2 separate regions of the Mus musculus genome follow, and region 1 is linked to region 2. Evidence: chromatin contacts called from public Hi-C data. All regions are on one chromosome and are shown on one strand. The core of a region is the stretch at or near the end of the contact, and the rest is flanking DNA. Distances in the headings are between cores, read along the strand shown.

Region 1 (7,225 bases), core at 2,270-4,769, 2.1 Mb after region 2:
TTAATCCTGTCTTACCTGTGGTGATCAGTGTTCATTGTCAGCTTCACAGAATTTGGAATCACCTAGGATATGAGCCTCTAGGCCAGTAGTTCTCAACTTGTGGGTTCCAACCTCATTGGCAAACTTCTATCTCAAAAAATATTTATACCATGATTCTAACAGCAGCAGAATTGCAATTCTGAAGTAGCAGCATGAAATGCTGATCAAAGTGATTTTAGGACTGGTGGGTGGGGGTTGCCATAACATGAGGAACTGTATTAAGGGGTCACATATAACCTGCATATAACCACTGCTTTATGCACACCCTGAGGGATGATTTCATCCTTGGGTATGACTCTGAGGGGTTGATGACATTAATTGAGGAGGGAAGATCTATTCTTCCTGGTCTTGGGTCCCAGACCATACAAAAGGAGAAAAAGGCAACTGAGCATCCATGCTGTCTGTTTCTTGACTGTGGACACAATGTAACCAGTTGTTCCTGCTGCCATGACCTCCCCACTGTGATGGACTGTCACTTTGAACTGTAGCCAGAATACATCACCTTTAAGCTACTCTCATTAGCATATTCTATCATAGTGACAGGAAGAGAAACTAAGTAGCTCTCACTGATCAACCTCCCCCTGTTGCTTTCTATCCCTCTACTCTCCGAAGTTTTTGGTAGGGCCTGTTCTATCCTCACCTCTATGAGGTCAACTCTTACTTTTAAGTGGAGAGACTGAGACATGTCTGTAGGATTGTTTTATTTTAAATGAGATTTTTATACCGAAAGCACCAGCTAATACTGCTTCCACTGTTCCCAGTGCTCTCACTGCTATTGACAAGGCAGGGCCACACTGCCAACATCTCTGCCATGCTTACTTCCTCCAACAACAGTGCTACACCGGTACTGAAACATCTGGATGCTTAGTACGTGTCAGGGTTAGTAAACCATGAGGCTGTTTTATTGATACATTCAACATCCCTTGGGAGAGATATAATACCCAAAGTTAGCAAGCTTTGCAGTCACAGCAATGATAGAGACCATGCCTCTATTGCCCAGTGTATCCTTAAAGCCTGCCATGGTGCTCATGCTAAATAAATACCTAGTGATCAAGTAAAGAAATGAATAATTGAATAAATCCAAATATTTACCAATATGTACATATCTGAAGAAAAATTGCAATGTTTGAAAGTTATCATCCTGGATTTGATAGAGTTGTGGTTTCTTGGATACTAAATGTTTTAAAACTGTTTTTATTGGTTATTTTATTTATTTATATTTGAAATGTTATCCCACCTTCGCAGTTTGCCCTTCACAAATCCCCTATCCCATCCCCCTCTCCCTGCTTCTATGAGGGGGCTCCCCCACCCACCCACCCACCCATTCCTGCCTCACCACCCTAATATTCCCCTACACTGGGGCATTGAGCCTTCACAGGACCAAGGACTTTTTTTTCCATTGATGCCAGATAAGGCAATCCTCTGCTACATATGTGGCTGGAGCCATGGGTCTCCCCATGTGTATTTTTTGATTGGTGGTTTAGTCCCTGGGAGTTTTAGAGGATCTGGTTGGTTGATATTGTTTTTCTTCCTATGGGGTTGCAAACCCCTTCAGCTCCTTCATTCCTTCCCCTAACTCCTCCATTGGGGACTCCGTACTCAGTCTGATGGTTGGCTGTGAGCATCCTCATCTGTATTGGTCAGGCTCTGGCAGAGCTTCTCAGGGGACAGCTATACCAGACTTCTGTCAGCATGCACTTCTTGGCATCAGCAATAGCGTCTGGGTTTGGGGTCTGCATATAGGATGGATCCCCAGGTAGGGCAGTCTCTGGTTGGCCTTTCCTTCAGAACCCCTTGTGTTGTGCATATGAAGATATAAAAATAATTTGTACCCACAGATATTATACAATGGGCCAGACTCTGGTGCTGGTGGGAAGAAGCTACATCAGGACTTAGCCCTTGATCCTGAGTCCTGACCACTAATACCACACACTGGCCAGGCTCTCCAAAGGGCTCATAAACAAGGGGCTGAGGCCCAACGAATTTTAGCTTCTCAGGCAGCAGGAGGTGGGAGGTTCTGGGAAGAGTTCAGGAGAAGTCCCACAGAGTCGGGCACTGAAGCCATCACAGAGCTCCTCTGGATCGCCTTCCTTCTTGGCGTGTGCTGAGTGAGTATTCAGCCTTGGTTTGTACACATTAGGACTTGATAGTCAGTTTTACTCGTAGAAGAATTGAGTTGAAGCCTAGATGGAATGCCAAGGATTTGGGGAGTCTGGAAGGAATTCCCATGTAGTGCCACCACCTCTTAGAAGGTTTTCAAAAAGCAGGTGCATTTCTGGGGTGGTTAGACCTTGGTGGTACTTGGAAACAGAGCACAGCTCTGTCCCTTCATGAACTCCTTCCAATAGGAAAGGATAAAGCTGGAAAATAGAGAACTATGGCATTTAGAGCAGCAGCAGTATACTGTGTGCTTCTTCTGAAGGTAGACTTCAGGAAGTACCATATGCTAAGCCCGTTCTCTTCATGCTCAACACAGGTAAAAATGTAGGATAGAAAAGAGTTATCTGCCAAGTGAAACCAGTGCTACCTATGCCATGAGAAAGGCGCACTCAAAGCAGCTGGCTGCTGCTGTCCTGTCCTGCACTGTAATGTTTGATTCTCAACACCATTTGCTAAAGTTCTTCTGTGGATCCAAAGTATCTTTAATTTTAACCTTTGGGGCCAATATTATTATGTTATGTTATATTATATTATATTATATTATATTATATTATATTATATTATGGCTTCACAAATGTGAATTTGTTCCAGATATTTAGGACTAAACAAACATTCTTCACTTTCATATAAATAGGAAGTTTAAATTTTTTCTTTTGAAGAGGAAATGGAAATTTGAAAAGTAAAAACAAATAAACAACCAGTAAAAACAACAAACAAACAACCTAAACATCAGGGGTGGGGACGTAGTTTGGTGATGAAGAGCTTGCCCATCATGTGAAAGCCCCAGATCTGACCCAAGCAACCAGCAACAACCCTTGTCTATTGCTAATGTTTCTTTCATTTATTCTCTGTCTTCAATGGACTGAGTCTCCACAATTACACTTCTGAAATAGACATAATTTCTAGGAGGGTACTTACTAGTAAGCCGGAGGAAAATAGTACCAGAATAACACCGTAATGCTAAAGTGCAGGTGCCAAAGGTTTGTATAGACCCCCAGGCACTCAGAAGTGCTGCTGTCCTGTGGTGGCAGGGCTGTCAGGGAGGCTTACAAGGAAGCATCCTGATGGACTCTAGATGCAACTGTGGGAGAGGATGGGGTGAGGGTGGGAAGACATCCCAGTCAGAGGGAGGGGCATGGTATACAAGTGAGAAAAGCAATAAATATCCCAGGAAACGAAGCATCTTCTATTTTTTGGATGTATGGAAGACCAGAAAACTGAGGGCAGATTCGACTATGGGAGCCACTGAACACCAGGTTGGCCTGTTCACGCTAGTCAGCAGAGAAGGGGGATGTTAACAAAGGCAAAGGCTTAGTTTGGCTGCAGCAGGCAGGAAATAAAGCAAAAGCAGAGACAGCACTTGGGTGGAAACCCAGGGGCAGGTGGAGAGGAAGGACAGGTGGGGGTCGGAAGGAGGGGAGGAGCTACTTGGTATTCCCCTGTGAGTTCATAGGAAAGGGGATGGGAAAAATGGAGAAGGAGTTGGATTATAGGGAAAACTCACAGTTTTAACACATCTCATCATGAATATGTTCATGTGTGTTCTAGCACGTTATATATTTACACTGCTGAGCTGCAAGGGCGGGTAGTGCATTGAACTGGGATGTCGGGTGGATCGAGTCCCATTTCAAAAGTTGTCAGCACTGTTAAATTTATCACTTCTACCCCCCATAAATCAGATGACTGCAGTGAACCGACAAAGGAAGCTCCTCCGTGAAAATTCTGCTAAGTCTCCACTTCCTGTTTGAAAAGTGACACTGTCAGTTGCTTAAGGGAAGTGGTTTGGGGTTCTGTATACTGCTGAGTAAAAAATGTGCTATTGTTTCAAAAAAAGGGAATCTGATCCCCTCCCAGTAGGTCACAGAGCTACTATGTGACTAAGACTTGTAAGAATGTTAAAAACAAACAAGCAAACAAGACTTACAGACACAGCTAACTATATGCCTTTAATTGGGCTCTTCCCTTTAAGGGAATCAGTTAATTAAGTCTGCTTTTCTCACTGTCCATATTTCCCTTTTGATTCTTACATGTTTATCTATCTTTGAGCCTTCCAGGCTTTTACCGTGTGACATTCTTGCACAGAGGCCAGGGCCAGAGCTCTTCTGGCAATAGGAACAGTTTGATCAGGCAAAGTCAGGAGATAAATATGTGCAGTTAACAGTGGGGCACTCTTGGGAAGGATACAGGAAGGCTGGGGGGACGATCTCCTCCTGTAAAGCTTTTCTAGACACGCTGGGAGGGAGAGCCCCAGGGTGATTAATCGCCATAAGGGCTTGGAGACGCTTTGGCAGGCTACTCACGGTGTAGTAGGTTTTATCCATCCTTCACATTCTACAGAAACAAGCTGCGGTGATTCCTGTCTCTCTATCTTGACCAGTCTTGGCATAAGAGGACCCCAGTGCAGCTCAAGCTTGCAGAGAGGACCCTGAGGCTGCCTGGACACTAAGGGGCTTTCATTTAACCCTTAGTTAAGAGAACACTTGTTATAAAGAAGGAAGTTTACTTACAAAATTTATAACTTGTAAATTGTAATAAAGAAGCAGTCCCACTGGGTTGGTCTGAGGTGAGGGCAGCAGATGGTATCACTTCACAGTGGCACAACGTTCAGGAAAAGATGGTCACATCTCAAACAGGAGCAGAGGGGTGGTGGGCATTCATTTGACCAGGCTTTCCTCTTCCCGTAACAGACATTTCTAAAGAACTTGAGGGGGTTGCATGAGCAGCACCCCAGAACCTAGAATCCACTGTTCCACTTTCCACAGGATCCACATTCTGTGGAAGTGACCCTGGGGAGCAACCTTCTCTCACAATGTGACCATACCCAAGCCATAGCAGTAAACACAAACTCAGTAAAATGCCCCATGCACCTACTTCAATCCTATTTGTTTACAAATTCCATGCAAACAATGCCATACATTATAACACATATATAAAAGTAAAAAATTTCAAGGATTAGCCGAAAGCAAAATATGAAATCTCTTCTCCTTTCTACTACTCTGTAGAGCATGGGACACCTCACTTTAAGGATCAGCAATGCCACTTATTTTATGAGAACTGTTGTTACCTTAACCAGTTCTGTCTTGGTCCATTCCAGGCCTTGGCAATGGAACATAAGCAGATAACCATATACGATAACATAAATGGAGGTAAACTTAACTCATCGTTCTGAAGGTTGGAAACCAAAGCTCAAGGCACCCACCTAGTGTGAGCTCCTCCTACAGTGTCAGCATGAAAGCCATCAAGAGGTAGAAGCAGGAGGAAGGGATAAGGGACCACAACTCATCCATCTTCCTGGAACACACTTGTTAGGGTTTGAATCTAGAACGGTCCCTCAGAGGGTCACCTTTGGAGTATATAGTCCCTAACTCCTGTCTATCCTGAAGGCTGAGGAGACTTTATGAAGGCAGGGCCTGGCGTGTGGAAATGGTCCAATCCTAGACTGCTTTTTAACTGCATCTTCATGTGCACACACTCTGCTACATCCCATCCATGCCTTCCACTCCATGATGGGGTGAAACCTCTTAGCAGCCACAGTGGAAGCCTCTTCTCTTAGGAGGCTATTGTAACATAGATATAGAAAACAACCAGTGCAACGCTCTATAGTAATCCACTCCTGAGAACAAAGCCAATCCATTCTTCAGGCCAAGCCCTCATGGTCCAAGGTCTCTTAAAGGCCCCACCTAGCCATGCAGTTGTATTGGGAATTAAATTTCTAACTCAAAACTCTGGCTGACATGGGTGACATATGAAAACCAGAGCAACTTTTTCAGAAGTTCTTTTGAAATCTATGGTATGGTGTGGAGACAGAGTCGGGGGATCTTGGCCTGGTATGGGATGTTCTTAGGAGCAGATAAACCTTTGGGGAATACAAAATCAAGTTCTTTTGTGTCACAAGCACACAGTCTCAGGCCCACTGTTCATTCTCCCCTTATATTTAGTAGTCTTATAAGTTTTAATCTGTGATGCTTTGGTTAATGTCCCTCATCTCCAAACTTGCAAAGCCTCCAGGAAGTCAGGGCCTAGGTCTGCTTTCTGTCACACCATGCTCCCAGTGTCTGTCACACGGTGGATACTCTGTAGATCTTGCTTTCTGTCACTCCATGCTCCCAGTGGCTGTCACATGGTGGATACTCTGTAGATCTTGCTTTCTGTCACACCATGCTCCCAGTGTCTGTCACACGGTGGATACTCTGTAGATCTTGCTTTCTGTCACACCATGCTCCCAGTGTCTGTCACATGGTGGATACTCTGTAGATCTTGGCCCATGAATAGATGGTGCAGGAAGGTATCTGTCAGTTTCTGTCTGAGTGGTTATCTGTCGCTGCCACAGTGTGCTGTCTTAACTGCTGACTATTTTTGTAATGAAAGTGTGACATAGGTTTATCCTCGGGGTAAAACACACAAGCTCCGAAAGGGGTTTTGCTACTCAAAGGATTGGACAAGTCTCTCCTCTGAACATTCTGACAGGTAAATGGGAGGCAGAGAGGTTGATGAGAAGGTGGAGAATAGGGTAGACCCTGAAGGAGCAGGGGAGGAAGGAGGCTACCCATTACAGGCTGAGCCCCCGTAGATGAAGTTGAAAATGGATCTTTCACCCACCAACTCTGCTTTTGGTTTGCTCCTTCAAAAGCACAAAACTGACAGAGCTGCACTGTCACCATGGCCGGTCCCCAGGGAGCACTTACATAAAGCTCTGTCCCATGGCACTCACCACTGTCCTCCACAGGCCACCTGCGAGCTCCTCAGCAGCTGGGGTAGCAGACACAGAGCCGGCCGAACTGAAGGACGCTGGTCAGGCAGCTGGCTCGTCTTAAGCTGGGACAGAAGGGACACTCTACTGCTCCTTGCATATAATTTTCTTTTCTGGGAAAATTATTATGATTCTGATTATTATTACTACTATTGGTATTGGGATAGCACCCAGAGGCTCATTCATGCTAAGCAAGTGTTCTGCCCCTGAGCTCCATCCTGGTGCCTCTCAGGTCATTTCTTATCACAAGGCCCACTAGGCCCTGATGGATGCAGT
Region 2 (7,181 bases), core at 1,843-4,342:
GTGTGTGTGTAAAAAACAAGCTTTGATTTAAATTAAGAAAGTAGAAAAGTACATGGATGCATGCTTCTAAAATGCAAACTGAGCTGTGGACTGGGCTTGGAGCCCATTGGAAGGGCTCTTGCCATACAGGTACATAACCCTATGTTAAGTTATAAGAGCGTTTTTTGTGCTGTCAAGTTGATGATGTTCATATTTGTTTATTTGTACATTAAGAAACCAATTAGCATGTTTTGTCTTCACTGAAAAATAAGTGGCTTCTTTTGAATATTAATATTCTTTGTAAATTAGGAATTTCTGCCTATATTATATAATAGTAAAAACATGAGTCATTAATTTAAAATTGCCATAGCATGCCGTAAGAGTCACCGTTTCAAAGCCTCATTTTTGTAAATTACGTTGTAATTTTGTAAGTTACGTTGTCACTGAGAATTAAGGGACAGAGAAGTTTCCTGTGAATTTGGGTAGATAGTAAACTGCTCTGTGCATAATTGCACAATAACTTTTTAAGTAATTTAAAAAGGTGTTCCTTAAAGTGTTGTTCAGTGACCTTTGAGACTGTAATAGGATCTCTTGGAAGATCACGGGGTAGTTGAATCTGCTGGAGCTTGTAACAGCCAAGGCAGCATCGAGCCAATGGAAACATAATTGATACTAAGCATTAGTGATACATAATTGATAGTTGGAAAAAAGTATAGAGTTTCGATAAGTTATCTTCTTAGATTGTGTTTTACTAAAGCCTTCTCATCTGGATTTACATGGTTTGTGTTTGCAAACTATGACATCACAGCTCCACCTTGTGGCTAGAATCCACGGATGATAGTCTAATCTAAACATGAGAATCCAAAAACTTGAATTTCCCTTTAGTTATTCCTAAGCGTTTTTTTTTCTTTAGAGCTAGTACTAATGAAGATTGAAGAGATGATTTTTCAAAGGTTCTTTTTAAATGATTTGCTGTGCTCTGTATCAGTGTTTCAAAAGGAGTAATCGCAGCACCTCATTCTCAGAGAATGGGCATGCCTCCAGTTAATGCTAATGAAATGGATTGTCCTCAATTCTAACCTCTATTGTAGGCTTCTCATTTAAGTTTGTCTCACCTAGTAATGCTAGTAACTGCTAGCGTGTGTTACTAATAAAACTTGTATAGAAGATGTCAGACGCAGGTACATTTGATACATTTTGGAGTAGACAAGTTATAGCTATACCACCACAGGAACAGGTCTCGAGGAGTCTACAAAGAAGAAATCTTTTCAATTACTGTATATGAAAAAGAAAGAAATAGTAATTGTGAAATAGTAATTGTGAGTGCTCATTACAAGGCTGATGGCTGGAACATTAAGGACACATTACTGTGGTTAAAAAAAATAGAAACTGTGTGATTGAAACACTGAAAGTTACAATGTGCATTTTTGACATTAATGATGTTTTTATAAATGGAGAGTGGTTGTCAAAATAGTTCTCGGCTATGTCTGCTTTTCGTGTTCACCTGTTCACAACCACCCTTTCCTTGTGCCTTGGCTATTTAACCAAACTAAAGGGACCCAACTCACTCTACAGCACTGGTTCTCAACCTTCCTAACTCTGTGACCCTTTAATATGGTTCCTCACGTGCCGGTTATCCACAACTATAAAATTATTTTTGCTGCTACTTCATAGCTGTAATTTTGATACTGTTGTGAATCATATGATACAAATATTTTTGTTTCCTGGTAGTCTTAAGGTGACCCCTGTGAAAGGGTCTTTGGACCACAAAGGGGCCATGACCCGCAGGTTGAGGACCACTGCTTTAAGCTGCTATCTCTACACTCATCTCTGAACCTCAAGGACAAGGAATGGGAAATACGTGTTATTGTGAGGATTGGATGCTGTGGCAGTGATCATCCAGAGCTGGTCCTAGATGAGGAATGATATGGGCCCTTCACCCCCCAAATCAAATCCATGTGGACACTCTAGACAGGGAAGAAATCCATCCTAAAGTGGTTGTATAGCTTTCAGAATTAATCACAGCTTTTTTTCTTTGCTCAGTGACTCTCAGGGAAATCTCTCCAGACTCCAGGTGCAGTGGTCCGTAGAAGCTCTGGCGGCAAAGCTGAGCACCCACCCAGCCAAGTCACAAGTTAAGAGACAAGGTTCATTGTCGTGCATCTACTAAACATTCAGGCTCAGCACCAAGATCTTCTGGTGAAACAGAGCAAGAAACACAAAATGATAAAAAGCGCTTCTGCTCTTATCTGGCTGGCGGGATCATGCCAGGCCATGTGGCTACCATCATAGGGCAGGCGGGAGGTCTCATCATCGGCGGCCTGAGCATCATGGGCATGTGGCCTCCCATGGGCGGTCTCATCCCAGGAGCTGGTCCCACGGACATCATCCCAGGCGGAGGGAGAGCCCATCACTGGCATCATGGGCGGGCCTCCCATGTGGGGTGCAGGCATACTGTCAGGCGGAGGAGGACCTGGGAGACTGGAGGGAGGTGGGATCATGGTCCCAGCAGGCGAAGGAGCAGAGAATGGAGCCCGGAGGGAATTTCCTTGTTGAAATGCAGCCGTTGTTTCGTCAGCTCTGGCAAGCTCTTCCATCCATTTCTGGGAATAGTCTTTCACATTCTTGTTTCCGACCACTGCGGTGTGTCTTCCTCACAGACAGAGAATCGTGGGTAAGATACATACCACAGTAGTCATAATAAAACGTAGGCAGGTTGCTCCTCAAGCCCTTGTCTATCAGGGTCCCCGCCACAAGGAACTGACGCCGGATTTTTCACTACATATGAGATGAAGGTGTTGAGTCTGTCCCTGAATAGAGCTGTGCACATATTGTCCAAGTTGGAGAGAGTGATGCATTAAGTCTCTATCAAGAACTCAGTGTCTCTGCTTTCATTATTCAGTTTATGAGTGATTTTTCTCATAGGGCGGCATGTGGTAGACTTCCAATAGGCATTTTTAAATCGAATGAATTGGTGTTAAAAAGAAAGTATTATATGTATTTCAAAAACTATCTAAAAAGCTCCCATTTAATCATCTAACTCTGAAGTAAGATATAGTCCTAAAATAGCAACCAGTGAAGAGAGTGGATTCAGATGTGGAGGCTGCGAGTGGCCTTGACGTGTTTACTGGAGTCACACGGTTACCCTGGTTACTGATGGTTTTGCTCATTCCATTTGGCTGGCTGATTTGACCAAACATCGTTTCAACATCTTTTCAGACTGGCCTGCGAAATGGGATAAGTACTGTTTAGGAGAGTTAAAACTCGAGTAATGTCGAAAGAAAAAGGAAAAAAAAAAGGCTAGAACTTAGTAACTCTTTTTAGCTGAAAGGTAGAGATTAGTGGATCATACAAACTTAGAAAATAGTAATTTTTGTAAAAGTATGAACATGTTATTTTTAACTGTACAGTTGCTATAGTAAGTTGGTCATGTGTAAAAGGAACTTGCAGTGAATTCAAGGGTAAAGAAATGATGATCATAGAGTAGGCAGGGCTCAGGAAATATGATTATTTTTATTTGTGTGTGGGTGTGTGTGTTGAGACAGGGTCTCTCTGTAGTTTTGACTGTTTTGAATCTAGCTATGTAAACAAGGCTGGCTTCGAATTCGGCTTGCCTCTGCCTTCTGAGTACTGGGTTTAAAGACATGGGTTACCACTGCTGAGGGAATAATCTGATTTTATTACCTACCAGGTATGGTGGAAAATTGACATGAACACATAGGTAGTCTTTTGCTGGTTAAATAGCCTTCCTCTACTAATTTGGGATGTTTGTCTTGGTAATGTTTTTTGGATAAGAGTGTTTGCAATACATTTTGTAAAAATTTAGTCCATTGTTAATCTCTTTGTGGTCTAAAATGAGGACACAACAATTTAAAAATACACGCTTGTCTCTGTGACATAGGTGATGGCTCTCAGATGCTTGTGGCCTGGATGATGGCTGATAGTTCACCTTTGTGACAGGTACAGGTACTCTTGAGTCCTAATGTGCTTCCGGATTCCCTGCCCTGTCACAGGTGGGTTTATGTGACTCTGTAGATCACTCCAAGACAGGCATGCATTTGGGTTAGCCTCTAAGCCAGGTACACTGAGAGGTCTGATCCTAGAGTCACCCTTGGAAATAAGTAAATGCCTCACTGAGTCAGGCTTTGAGAGTTCAAAATCCTCCCAGTTTGTTCTGTCAATTTCTCTATCTCTATCTCTGTCTCTCTGTTTCTGTTTCTCTCTTCCTCCCTTCCTCCTGCCCTTTCTCCCCCCTCCACCACACTCTGCTTGCTGCCTGCAGTTTCAGATGAGAGCTCTCAGCTGTTCCTGCCTCCCTTGTCTTCCTGCTACCACGCTTCACCACTCTTGAGGCTGATGGACTCTTAGCCCTCTAGAACCCTAAACCCCAAATAAACCTTTTCCTCTCTAAGTTGCCTTCATCATGTTTTACCACAGCAACAGAAAAATATGGCACCATACCAGCCAATGGGAAGAGAAAAGATATAAATGGATAGTCACTGACTTACCAATTGTGTGTTTTTTTTTAACTTTTGATGATTCAAACGTAATGCACATGAAGTATAAAAATGTTGTGATCGTACCTTTTTTAGGTTGTTGATGGGCATAGTACTGCCTCTGTGTTGCAAAGTGTCAATGTGCTGAGCTTCCCAAAAAGCCTGGTGCTCTGCAGTGCTGTGTTAGGATGTTAGGCTTGTGCTAAGGGGACTTGAACGTAAGGGTTTTCAATTTATCGTGTGTTAGGATATAACTCCACTTTATCCAAGGGACACCCAGATTTAGTATGAATTGCATTTCAAATAATGAAGTGGTAGCATCGTCCAAAGACGCAGCGATTTGATTTGACAGCTAAGAAGAGATGTGTGTTGGTGGCCGCAATTCATGCTCTGAGCACTTCCTCTAAGCAAAACCTTTAAACCCTGCCTTGTTGGCCACCCACACTCCCTCCCTTGCAGTCTTCCCTTAGTGAGTGACCCATCGGTGGACTTGCAAGCTGTAAACATGAAGTAGTCACCATCCTGTGCCGCTGATCCACGGGAAACAAGTCACAAGCTTCTTTGAACTGTTGAAATCTGTCATTTGTAAGTTCTACTACGAATATATTTGTATATGGATGAACTATATGAAAGAATGCCCACACACTAATAAAGTTCACAATTTTTAATACTTGTAATCAAAATTACTGCTCAGGTTAAAATGTTTTACAGAATGTAATCGTAACTTAGACTGAACTTTCTGATCAGGTCTGTAATGCCAGAGATGTGACTTTCTCATATTTAGATGACATGAACCAAGGGTAGACTTGAAAAGTTATGTTAGGTAGGGGAAAAAAAAATCACCTTTAACAAAGATGGCAACAACCAAGAACTGCAAACAAAAACCACAAAGAAAAATAGAATTCAATAGCTTCCTATACTTGGCTCAAAAAAAAAAATAGTAAGCAACTCTAAAGTTATAGTGTTGGTTGTGTGGGGAACAAAATGTTGTCGGCTACAAATCGTCTATAATAAAATACAAGTGGAGTGTGCAGCAGTAGGGGTAGCCTGGCTTTTCTGAAGTCTATGAGGGTGTGTTTTCAAAAGAACTCAGCACAAGTGTGAGGTGAAAAGTATGGACTGAAGAATTTCCTCATATTCTACAGCACAGGAGGTGGTTAGAAGTACCACTGTGGTCTTTCCCTCAAGGCTGAAGAGAGCCTTGGCTGTGTTCTCCTTTTTCCAATAGATCAAAGAAGCTGGATTTAGCCCATGTTCCTTTAATTATTAATGTCTAGGAACTCTCAGTGGAAAAATTCTGTAATCAATTCTGAATTTTTAGTTATCAGGTTTAAAGTTTCCTTATAATAGTATACTGTGGATCCCTTTACCAGCCTTTTGACCATATTTTTATAGGATGTTTAACACTTTATAAAGAGATAATGGATGTTTCCTACCAAGGACAAGTCTCAGATGTGGAAGATCTAATGGGAGGGTCTCAGACCAAGGAAGCCGAAGTCTTCAATCAAGTTTAACAATTAGTGTCTCTTGTTCATTCAAATACCAGTGCAGAGGCTGTGGGGCGGGGCTCTGGGTGGGAGCAGCGAGTTATTTACTATTCTTCCTCTTTATAACATGGCCACATCAGAAAGAATCTCCCTTCTGTATCTGTTGTTGTTTGTCTGTCATGTTGCTGCTGGTGGTGTGTATGTGTGTTTGTGTGTTTGTCTGTTTCACTATTATTTGTCGCTTTAGATTGGCCTGTTGAGAATGTGTGGCTGATTCTAGCTTCTCAGACTTGTGGAGCCCAGGCTCTGACCCTAACAATTCCAGGGCCACTAAAAGAACAATAATTTTAAAAAGCTCTATTACCAACAGAAATTCAGCCACTACATCACATCAACATTAAAGCGTTGAACTTTAACCTTGGGAATTTCAATGACTTCTATTATAGTCAATTTAGTCTTAGCATATAATCTATATTTAAATTTTAACTTTTATTGCACTTTTATGATTAACTTTCTAGTTTTGTTTTTATCTTGTATTTTCAACTTTGGAACAATCCTTTATTTTAGGGTGTATCTAATTTATAATCTTATACCCTTTCTTATTTAGAAGCTTTTTATTCTTTCTTTAACCTGCTTCTTTTCCTTTAGCTACATATGTATACCATTTACTTTTCTTTTTCTTATTTGATGATGTTTTTAAATTATTATTCACTGTAACAGTTAGGAAATGTGAGCTGGTGAGCTGACTCAGCAAGTAAGGGTGGTTTCCACTAAGCCTTAAACCATGAAGTTGATCCTTGGGACCCATGGAGTGGTAGGAAAATAACAAGGGAGAAAGACCCCTATCACAATAAAATAACTGTTGCATGAAATCATAAGAATTTCAAACTCGTTGACATGTGAACATCATTCTGAATTCACTGGATTTTCAAGGTATTGATCTGTATACACTCTGTAAGTGGAAACACACAAGGAAAGAAGAAAAGGCTTCGGGACTGGTTGACCAGGAATCAAGGTATAAAGATACTCATACATTTATTACATGATAATCTAGTTGTGACTGTTTCTCAGCTCACTCCTTTAGTGCCCAGTGCTGCAGGCCATGCCACGTGGACAGTCCTTGGGCTTTCTCTCCACAAACCTGACAACATAGCAATATTTCTTGCAATTTTATGTCCCTAGGTTAAACCCAGAACTGAAGCCAGTAATTCAGCTTACC

What was found. Hi-C and Micro-C count contacts between places; a contact is called where the count stands out from the background.
Region 1: a Hi-C map of uterus shows a contact between it and region 2, with 3 times the contacts expected there. The contact joins two enhancer-like sites. A contact is called at or near these places in 2 of 484 Hi-C or Micro-C datasets (embryonic fibroblasts and uterus) and 1 of 115 datasets of contacts at active chromatin or transcription factors (large pre-B cells).

Annotation. Positions count from the first base shown.
Region 1 is chr9:94,687,957-94,695,181 of GRCm38.p6, forward strand. All of the region lies in intron 2 of Slc9a9 (solute carrier family 9 (sodium/hydrogen exchanger), member 9), which reads left to right. Among named protein-coding and RNA genes, the nearest start is that of Slc9a9, 22 kb to the left of the region's middle. Within about 2 kb of position 3,520, at least 182 of the 459 cell types and tissues checked have an H3K27ac peak or open chromatin away from gene starts, as enhancers often do. A contact at or near this core is called in uterus, where this site is marked.
Region 2 is chr9:92,610,284-92,617,464 of GRCm38.p6, forward strand. It overlaps the pseudogene Gm2495. Among named protein-coding and RNA genes, the nearest start is that of B430319G15Rik, 71 kb to the left of the region's middle. Within about 2 kb of position 3,093, at least 35 of the 459 cell types and tissues checked have an H3K27ac peak or open chromatin away from gene starts, as enhancers often do. A contact at or near this core is called in uterus, where this site is marked.